Regions from separate parts of the Danio rerio genome. Here region 1 is linked to region 2. The links are chromatin contacts, called in public Micro-C maps. All regions are on one chromosome and are shown on one strand. The core of a region is the stretch at or near the end of the contact, and the rest is flanking DNA. Distances in the headings are between cores, read along the strand shown.

Region 1 (4,858 bases), core at 625-3,124, 290 kb after region 2:
TTTAAATAAAATTATCAAAGTACCAAACACGCACTAACCTATACGTTGTCTCTCCAAGTGAGGATAGATAATCCATAAAGATCTCTTCCGTCACTTCTGTATTTCCCAACTCCACCACTGTATCTGGAGGTCCAAGCATCGTCCCTCCCTAAAACACAGACAGACACACTCTGGTACATACTGTCCTTGGACTTGCCCTAGAACAAAAGCACCTCTTAAAGGGATAGTTCATTTTTTCATCTATTATTTACTCTTTACTTGCTTTAAACATTTATAATGTTCAATCTCATGTTAAACACACAAGATATTTTAAAAAAAGCTAGATACCTGTAACCATTTACTTCTATATTTGCATTTCCAATGGAAGTCAGTGGTTACTGGATTCAGCATACTTCACAATATCTTCTTTTGTGTTCAACAAAATAAATAAACTTATAAACGTTTGGAACCACCTGAGAGTGAGTAAATAGTAATTTTAATGGTCAACTACGCCTTTAAGAACACTTTTATTGCAATGTCTTTTAATCTTAAGCTCTTATCCAAAAATAAATGGGCAAGTATAAGTGTTAAGATGTGCTGTCCAAAGCTCCACGTGATGAACATGTAAATTAAGGGATTGCAGCACATTATATAGTACATTGAGTATATTTAGGTTAACATTTTTTAAGTGCTTGTCTTATCTTCTGTACTAAATATATTATTGCAATGCGTTGTGATCTTACCGGTGGGCAACTAGAGATCCCAGCACCACCATAGAAGAATTCCTCACCATAGATCACTATAGACGTGTGCCTGTGTTTACATAATCATACAGGAAAAGCTTGCGGTTACATAACTAGATATTATATATTATACTTGATGCATAAAGGGTTGTAATAATAACATTTTACAGACAGGTAATTCACAAACTTACCAAATCCCATCAAGCTGCTTTCCTGAAAGAGAAAATAAGATTAAAATCCAAATATTGATGTTGGATTAAATTAGATATTTCTTTCATAAGTTATCATTTTGTTATATTCATATTATCAAAATACAATATCAGGACTGTTGTGATCTGAACCACTTAAGGAGTTAAAGTACTTTTACTCTGTTGAACATTCATGAGGGCTAAACTAGTGGGCTAGCACGTGACGCGTCTCATTACAATGAAGAACATCGTGTTCTTGGGCAGTTTGTTTTCTTACAAATAATTATATGTAGCTAAATGGGCATGACTTGTTGCGAATACAGCTCTAAAGGCTGTTTGATTAGCAATAAATGTTGATAAAATGTTCTAAACAAGTCAGTTGTACTGAAACAGTAAACGAATTTATAAATCCTAGTACGCTGAGGCGTCTCTTAAATATTCATGATGACACCCTTTCCTATTGGACCACAACAACGCGACGTCATATTACCTCATTAATAATCAAGAAATATATTCGCCGTTGGACAGTTGCAAATCGTCTTTGGATTTACCCAATTAATATTCATAAGTCTGGAATTTTCATTGGAAGGTTTACCAGGGAGCGACACTACCATGGTATCCATACAAATAAGCTAGCGCTTCTTCGAGAATTGCAAATCTAACTTAGCGGCCCTCGCCAGTGTAACGGAAAGTAAAGACGATCTGCTGCACTCACCCAGCATTATCGGGCTGAGCTGCCGTGCCATTCCCCTCGACAGGTCATAAATGAAGAGCTGGACTCCAAACGTCGAGTCGTGTTGCTCCATGTTAAAGTGATGCTGGTGTCTGAATGCGGCTGACTAAACGTTAGCCTTGCCTGCGGTACCTGCAGCTCTCGCGGCCTCAAGATCCTCAAATAATCACGACGGTCTATCAGTGTCAGTTTTAAAATGTCTGAAATATTTTATCTGTGTGGGACGTTCGGACAGTCTACGGCATTAGGAGGGTTTAAGGAAATAAAACACGATAAAGCTACTTTATAAGGATGATCGAAGATGAATAGGCTAGCTGTCCTTCCAAGCCGCCTGTGAAGAAGCAGCGTATTAATTCAACGGCACGACAGCGCCATCTATCGTATGTGCAGACAGTTACTTCACGACACGCTCTTTAGAAACTACATGCCCACGACAAACGATAATGTCATATCAATGGATTCAATCCACACTACAGTTCGCTGGCGCTTCTATCGCCACGTACAGTTCATTAATTTGTCTTCCATCGGTATGTGTTTTAGAAAGCTTTATATTCTAAACTATTATTATTTTTGTATTGATTTGTATGAGTAAGTAATATGATATGTTGAATAATAATACTATATATTGAATATTAATGTAATATGTTGAATTACATTATGATATATTGAATAATATGATGTACTGTTGATATTTAATTTAATTATTAGATATAAATGTCATATTTTTTATCTTTACTACTTATTACTGTTTTTATTATATATTTTTTACTTATTATGTTAACTTTAGAACTGCTTTGGCAATTAATTTGTAACATTTGTCGTGCCAATAAAACAACTATTAAATTGAGAGAGAGATTACAGTGTAAAAAGTGCTGGGTTACAAACAATTCCTTCATGTTGTCTCAACACAAATCGATTAAGTGAACTTAAGTATTTTTGCAAACTGAAATGGATTTAACATAAAACAGTTAAACTGTCCCAAAAAAACCTTAAGAATTGTGTTGTTTCAACTAATTTTAAATAAGTAGTTTAAACAAACAGCAAAAGTAACTTTTACAGTGTATCAAAAGATCAAAAGCCTATAGAAAGAGCTAGCAATTACTATTTTTATCAAATGTTTTTGACTCTAGAAGAAAGATGCATATTTAATTTTCAATTTAAATCCAGAGTTGGAATGAGACACAAATATTGGACATTTATAAATTCACAACGTTTTTCACACTTTATGGAACATTATAACACAATAGAAAATAATCGTCTGTGAAACGGATGTTCTTATAAACCTCAGTAATGTGCAAGATCTCCAGCTAAAACAGAATAGTGATTATAAACTAAGTGGCTTAATGTGTAAAGACAGGGACATTTAATAAACATCAATTTATTAATAATACAATATACTTACCGGCCACTTTATTAGGTACAACTGCTTGTTAATGCAAATTTCTAATCAGCCAATCACATGGCTGCAACTCAATGCATTTAGGCATGTAGACATGGTCTAGACCAGGCGTGTCCAAACTACGGCCCGCGGGCCATCTGCGGCCCGCAATCAATTTTGTGGCGGCCCGCGAGGCTTTTTATAAATATCAAAAGAAACTGGCCCGCTATACAAAAATGAACGTAATTCAATAAATAACCACCGGGTGTCGCTATTACATGCATTCAATTAAGCAGCAGTTCTTGTTATGATCTATCTATCTATCTATCTATCTATCTATCTATCTATCTATCTATCTATCTATCTGTCTGTCTGTCTGTCTGTCTGTCTGTCTGTCTGTCTGTCTGTCTGTCTGTCTGTCTGTCTGTCTGTCTGTCTGTGTCTGTCTGTCTGTCTGTCTGTCTATCTACACACAGTTGAAGTCTGAATTATTAGCCCCTCTTTGATTTATTTCTTCTTTTTTAAATATTTCCCAAATGATGTTTAACAGAGCAAGGACATTTTTACAGTATGTCTGATAATATTTTTTCTTTTGGAGAAAGACTTTTGTTTTATTTCGGCTAGAATAAAAAGCGGTTTAAATTTTTTTATGAACCATTTTAAGGTCAAAATTATTAGCCCCTTAATTCTTCAGAACAAACCATTGTTATAAAATAACTTGCCTAATTACCTTAACTTGACTAGTTAACTTGACTTTAAATGTCACTTTAAGCTGTATAGCAGTGTCTTAAAAATATCTAGTCAAATATTATTTACTGTCATCATAGCAAATATAAAATAAATCAGTTATTAGAAATGAGTTACTAAAACTAATATGTTTAGAAATGTGTGGGGAAAAAAATCTTTTCTCCGTTAAACAGAAATTGGGGAAAAAATAAACGGGGCTAACAATTTAGGGGGGCTAACCATTCTGACTTCAACTGTGTATATATATATATATATATATATATATATATATATATATATATATATATATATATATATATATTTATATATATATATATAAAATATATTATATATATATATATATATATATATATATATATATATATATATATATATATATATATATATATATATATATATATATATATATATTTATTTATTTATATATATGCGTGTCTGTGTGATGTATGTAAAATTTGGCCCGCGACAACATTTGTTTTTTTGCATCTGGCCCTTTGCCCAAAAAGTTTGGACACCCCTGGTCTAGACGATCTGCTGCAGTTCTAACTGAGCATCAGAATAGGGAAGAAAGGTGATTTAAGTGACTTTGAATGTGGCATGGTTGTTGGTGCCAGACAGGCAGGTCTGAGTTTTCAGAAACTGCAGTTTTGTGGTGCAAATGCCTTGTTGAGGTCAGAGGAGAATGACCAGAAAGGTTTGAGCTGATAGAAAGGCAACAGTAACTCAAAGAACCACTCGGTACAACAGAGGTATGCAGAACATCTCTGAACGCACAACACGTCCATCCTTGAAGCAGATGGGCAAAAGCACCAGAAGATCACACTGGGTGTGCCACTGCTGCCAGCTAAGAACAGGAAAGTGAGGCTACAATTCACACTCCAAAATTGAAGTATAAAAGATTAGAAAAACGTTTCCTGGTCTGATGAGTCTCGATTTCTGCTGCAACATTCGGATGGGGTCAGAATTTGGCATCAACATGAAAGCATGGATCCATCCTGCTTTGTATCAACGTTTCAGGCTGGTGTTGGTGGTGTAATGGTGTGGGGGATCTTTTCTTGGCACACTTTGGGCCCATTAGTACCAAATGAAC
Region 2 (4,843 bases), core at 1,267-3,766:
CAGAATGGTTTTATTAACACTGAATAATGCAATTGTGAATGATGATTCAAACTATAAATCATTTTGTTATATTGATCAATTATTGTTTATGTTTTATAATCTCTCTGAGAAATTTCTATGCAGTAAAATAATTGACTGAGATGTGATATAAATGTGATATGAAGGGGAGTCGTTTCTATTATTTCTGTTTGCATTTAAAGGAGCAATCTTCATCTAAAGCAGAGATGCCCAAACTAGGGCTCGCTAGTTGGCCCATTTTAACTGATTTGGCCCACCATTCCATTGGCCCACCATTCTACTCCGAGAAAGGTGTATGAATGATGGGCAGGGTTGGGGCGAATGATTTTAACAGAGATTGACATTTCTAGTTTAAAATAAGCTTTTTGTTTGTTTGTTTTATTGCTGAGCTACAAAAAAACCCAACTTAAATGTTTCATTAAAATGTACATGTTAAATACGTAAATAAATACTTTGCAAAAATGTAAATACTGTCACTTGACAGATAGAGGACAATGCAGAAGACATCTGCGAGCAAATTAAGGCAAAATCAGGTGCAGCTTGACTAGCGTAACTTCATTCTGTTATAAATAAGATTGTTTTACCTGTAATAAGTTCATTAAAATGTAAATTAATTATTATTAGTATTAGTTAAGTATAAAGCAATGTTTTCTAGTTATTTTTAAATATTATTAAGTAAATAAGGAAGTACCCATGCCACCTAAATTTACCTTTGGCCCATTAGCCTCAATCTAGTTTTGCTTTTGGCCCTTCATAAGAAAACCTTTGGCCACCCCTGATCTAAAGTATAAAAAAGAAAGAGATTTGCATAAAATTGCCACCAGATGGCAGTATGATCACGCTTTTTGTTCTGTACTTCAACTCAATTTTGTTCTCAATGTCCTAATACTGTAATATATTTATAATGGTTTTAGTTATTTGTAATATTCGTTATCATTTTTTGAATCAAAATAGTTACAAAAATAAAACAATAAACAGCAAAAAAAAAAAATAATAATAATTCTTATGGTTTGGCCACATTTTACATTTTTAAAACAGTATTTTTTATATATTATATTATATTGTATTATATTATATTATATTATATTATATTATATTATATTATATTATATTATATTATATTATATCATTCACTTGTTTATTTGAATAGACAAAATGTTGCAATGCAATGTATTTCCTCAGGGGTTTCTTAGCCTAAACCTGTGTAATTTTTTTATTTAATCTGTTTAATCTATTTATATAATTTTTAAAAAATCACAATAGTTACAAAAATACAATACAAAACAGCAAAAATATATGCAATTTTTTTCATTTTTTGACAACATTTAACATTTTTATAACATTATTTTATAACAACAAAAATGTATTATATTATATTATATTATATTATATTATATTATATTATATTATTCGCTTGTTTATTTGAATAGACAAAATGTTGCAATGCAATGTATTTCCTTTGGGATTTCTTAGCCTAAACCTGCATTATTTATTTCTTTATTTAATCTGTTTATTTTATTTAATCTATTAATTTGTTATATGTTTTTGCATTTGTCTTTGCAATCCTTTCCATTTATTTTATTTTTTTATTCTTTATTGCCTAACAACAACAATAGCAGGCAAAAGTACAAAGTAAGAGAAATAAAGTACGCTGAAAAAAATTATTCAAAGATGATTCCTTGAAGTTACTACCAAAAAATGTAAGGTAAGTGGTTGTAAACAATTTATTTGAGCTGAATTTAAACAAACATATCAAGTTGAACATTACTCAATATAATTTGTTTAAATTCAACCCAAATAAATAGTTTGCAACAATTATGCTGAAATACTATTTTCCTGTCTACTTCTGTTTTTTTTAATTATTTTTATTTACTTTAACATCAAAGGAACAAACAAATAGAAACGAGAATACAAAAAAAAAAAAAACACATGATGGAATAATAAAATTACAATAATTTCACATAAGAAAATAATTACAAAATTGCTACATCCTTAAAGCTTTTTAATTTTTAAGATCCTTTAGGTTTTCAAAATAATGCTTAAACAAACAAAAAAAATGTTAGGTTCATCGTTGGATAGTTTTGTTTGTGTACATGTTATTTCCTCTACATAATCATTGAAGTAATAAAGTTTGGCTCTAAAGTCGTATAATTATAAAAATCGAAACAAATTACAAAAAAGAAATATTTTTTTATTTTGTAAGTTTAAATATTAGATATTCAACATCAACATTTAAATAAATGTGGATTAAAAACAAGTGTTTTACAGGTTCTTTCTCTAATTCACAAAATGTTTGTTAAATCTCAACGCTCACCAATCCAGTTGGCTGAATGGTTCTAGTGATAACAGCGAGCAACAATGTGATTGGCTTAGCTCACCACAGCCCCTGTTGCGGAAGTCATCAAAACGTGTTTATTGGTTACTCGCAGTGTCAGTTTTCAGAGGGCTCGTCCACTATTGGGTGGATCTTAAAAAAGGGGGGCAGGGTTCCGGTCGAAGTTTTGCTGCATATCGGAAACAATAAGTGGGAGTGCAGACCAGTGGAATACCAATAGATGGGATGAAAACACCAGTGTAAAGTAAGACAACTGGTAAACTAAATTCATCTTTATTTCTTCGTTCAGCAGCTATTCAGTCGCAGTCGTGCCTTCAAGTTATTTATGTGTGTTAAATACCGCGTTATAAGCTTATCTGGAAGTTGTGTTGTGCAGTTTGGAGCAGCACGCACATGGCACGAGTTTGCTTGACAAGTTAAATTGGCTTGTCAGGTTACTGTGCCATATGTTTGCTTAGTGAAACCATCTTTTTTTAGGCTGTGACGGGAGATTTTAAGCGATGCAGGTCACCTTGGCCACGGTGGGCATGAGAGGGTGCCAGTGGTCCTGATGCTGTGAAGGAGCCACTGTTATGTAACATGAATCATCATGACAGAGTATGATGGCGCCTTTATTCTTTTATTTAATTTGTCATTAGGATTGTTGGTACACTGTGACGACTGTTATTATATTTTTATACGTCTTTATACTTTTAAAAACTTTTATTGTTGTAATTTTCTTTCTTTCTGTAAATAATGTCAAGCTATGTGTTTTTTTTTATTCTGCACATATCTTACGGCCCATTTTTGTTGACACTGTTTGGTGATTTACAGATTGAGGTGAAGTTGGTTTTATATTCACACATTTGTTTATTTTAACAGTCCCTATATTGTTTGCTATGCTAATTTGAAAATTCACTCTAAAATTGCCTGTAAGCATGACTTTAAAACAACATTAGCACTATTTAATTGACTGTGAACATTTTTGTACTTAGATAGTCATTGGCCGATAATATAATTCCCCTATTAAGAATTTGCTAATAATACTTTTCTGAAATTATATCATTAAAGGGTCACCAAACACCAAAACACGTGTTTTTAGATGTTGACAGTCATATATATGTTCCACGTTGCTAAAAACACTATTAGGACACATATATTTCTCAAAAAAGTGAAAATTGTTTAGAGTAAACTCGTTCTTCTGGTTTAAAAAGAAATTTCGAAGCAAGGTCCCGGCGATGTGATCATTGTGTAAATTCCAGTGTGGAGATTAAATGCCTGTACCTGCCGGTACAAAGTGACATCACTGAGTTTTCAGCACATCCGTTCATTAATACATGAGAAAGACTTGGTTCGACTTCGAATCAATCAGCGCGCTCTATTGAATTGGTGAACGAGATGCAACTTCGTTAAAATGCATGATATAGCTTTAAAGACTCTTTTTACCTGTTACAGTGGTCAGAGAGACACCACGTTGTAGTAGAAGTAGAGATACTTTTCGAATCTCGTCTTTTTTTTTTTTTTTTTTAAACAAAACCATCATTGATCATTGTGATCAATGTTCTGTTAATGTTTATTTAGAGGCAAAGTTAGTTAGTATTGTCAGCAGTACTCTTTAAAAAAAAACTTTCAGTTTTTAAAGACCTACCTTAGTTAAAGTGTAGTCACCAAGTTTACAGTAATGTCTCTACAATATAATGGACTGAAAATCTTCCACTTCCACATAGCTCTCTGATCCGCTGTAAATGCTGCTCTCTGTATCACTGTCCATCTCCCCTGCATCTAGGCATGGGACGATAACCATGTTCAAGGTATACCGTGGTTGGGAAATTTCAAGGTTTTAAAACCATCAAAATTTTCTGCTATACCGTTCCTAAGGTATGTGTAAGATTTTTTTTAATTTGCTTTTTTTTTTTTTTTTTTTTTTTTGCCGCCGTGAAAATCAGCTGTAGCGCACTTAATGAAACTCAAAGCTGGACTCACCCACTTATCAGAGTTTTTTAAACTAGAGGTGTATTTCATTTTCATATCCCTTTAAGGAGAATGTCTGAATGTGCGTATACAAAACCAACTTTACCTCAGAGTTTTACAGCATTAATATGCAAGTACAATTGTGTATGAATGTGGTAAAAAAGGTGTTTTAAAGACTTGTGATATTGTTATCAGACATTTCACCAATTACACAGTTAGTCTGGTTTAATTTAACTTTTTATTTAAAACTTTTAATGTTCAGTTTTGTACTTTTTTTGCATTAATGGTTTGTTAATTCAACTTATGCTTAATTCTATTTTAATTATTATTTTGGTTTGTGAAAGGACACTGTAAACACATTCTGGTTGCCTTATTTTTAAGTTAAATCAAATTTACCTTATGATTCCATTGAACTTATATGATGTTAAACTGACAGCTTGCAGAACTTATAAAATAACTTACAACATAATTTAGTTTAAGTTGCAACAAACTAAAAACAAATGTTGGCAGGACTAATTGGTCATCAAATTTTTTACAGTG

Evidence for each region. A called contact is a pair of places that touch in the nucleus more often than the background predicts.
Region 1: a Micro-C map of caudal fin shows a contact between it and region 2, with 4 times the contacts expected there. The contact joins the promoter of desi1a here to the promoter of mrtfaa in region 2. A contact is called at or near these places in 4 of 18 Hi-C or Micro-C datasets (caudal fin, embryo, hematopoietic stem cells and 1 more) and 2 of 4 datasets of contacts at active chromatin or transcription factors (caudal fin and embryo).

What each region holds. Positions count from the first base shown.
Region 1 is chr3:23,721,416-23,726,273 of GRCz12tu, forward strand. It overlaps desi1a (desumoylating isopeptidase 1a), which reads right to left and starts at 1,875. Exons shown (of 6, transcript NM_200700.1): 1 at 1,626-1,875; 2 at 914-935; 3 at 723-792; 4 at 39-148. The coding sequence starts at 1,716.
Region 2 is chr3:23,434,513-23,439,355 of GRCz12tu, forward strand. It overlaps mrtfaa (myocardin related transcription factor Aa), which reads left to right and starts at 2,517. Exons shown (of 19, transcript XM_073944424.1): 1 at 2,517-2,597; 2 at 2,831-2,950. slc25a17 (solute carrier family 25 member 17) reads left to right here. Exons shown (of 10, transcript NM_001099261.2): 10 at 1-168.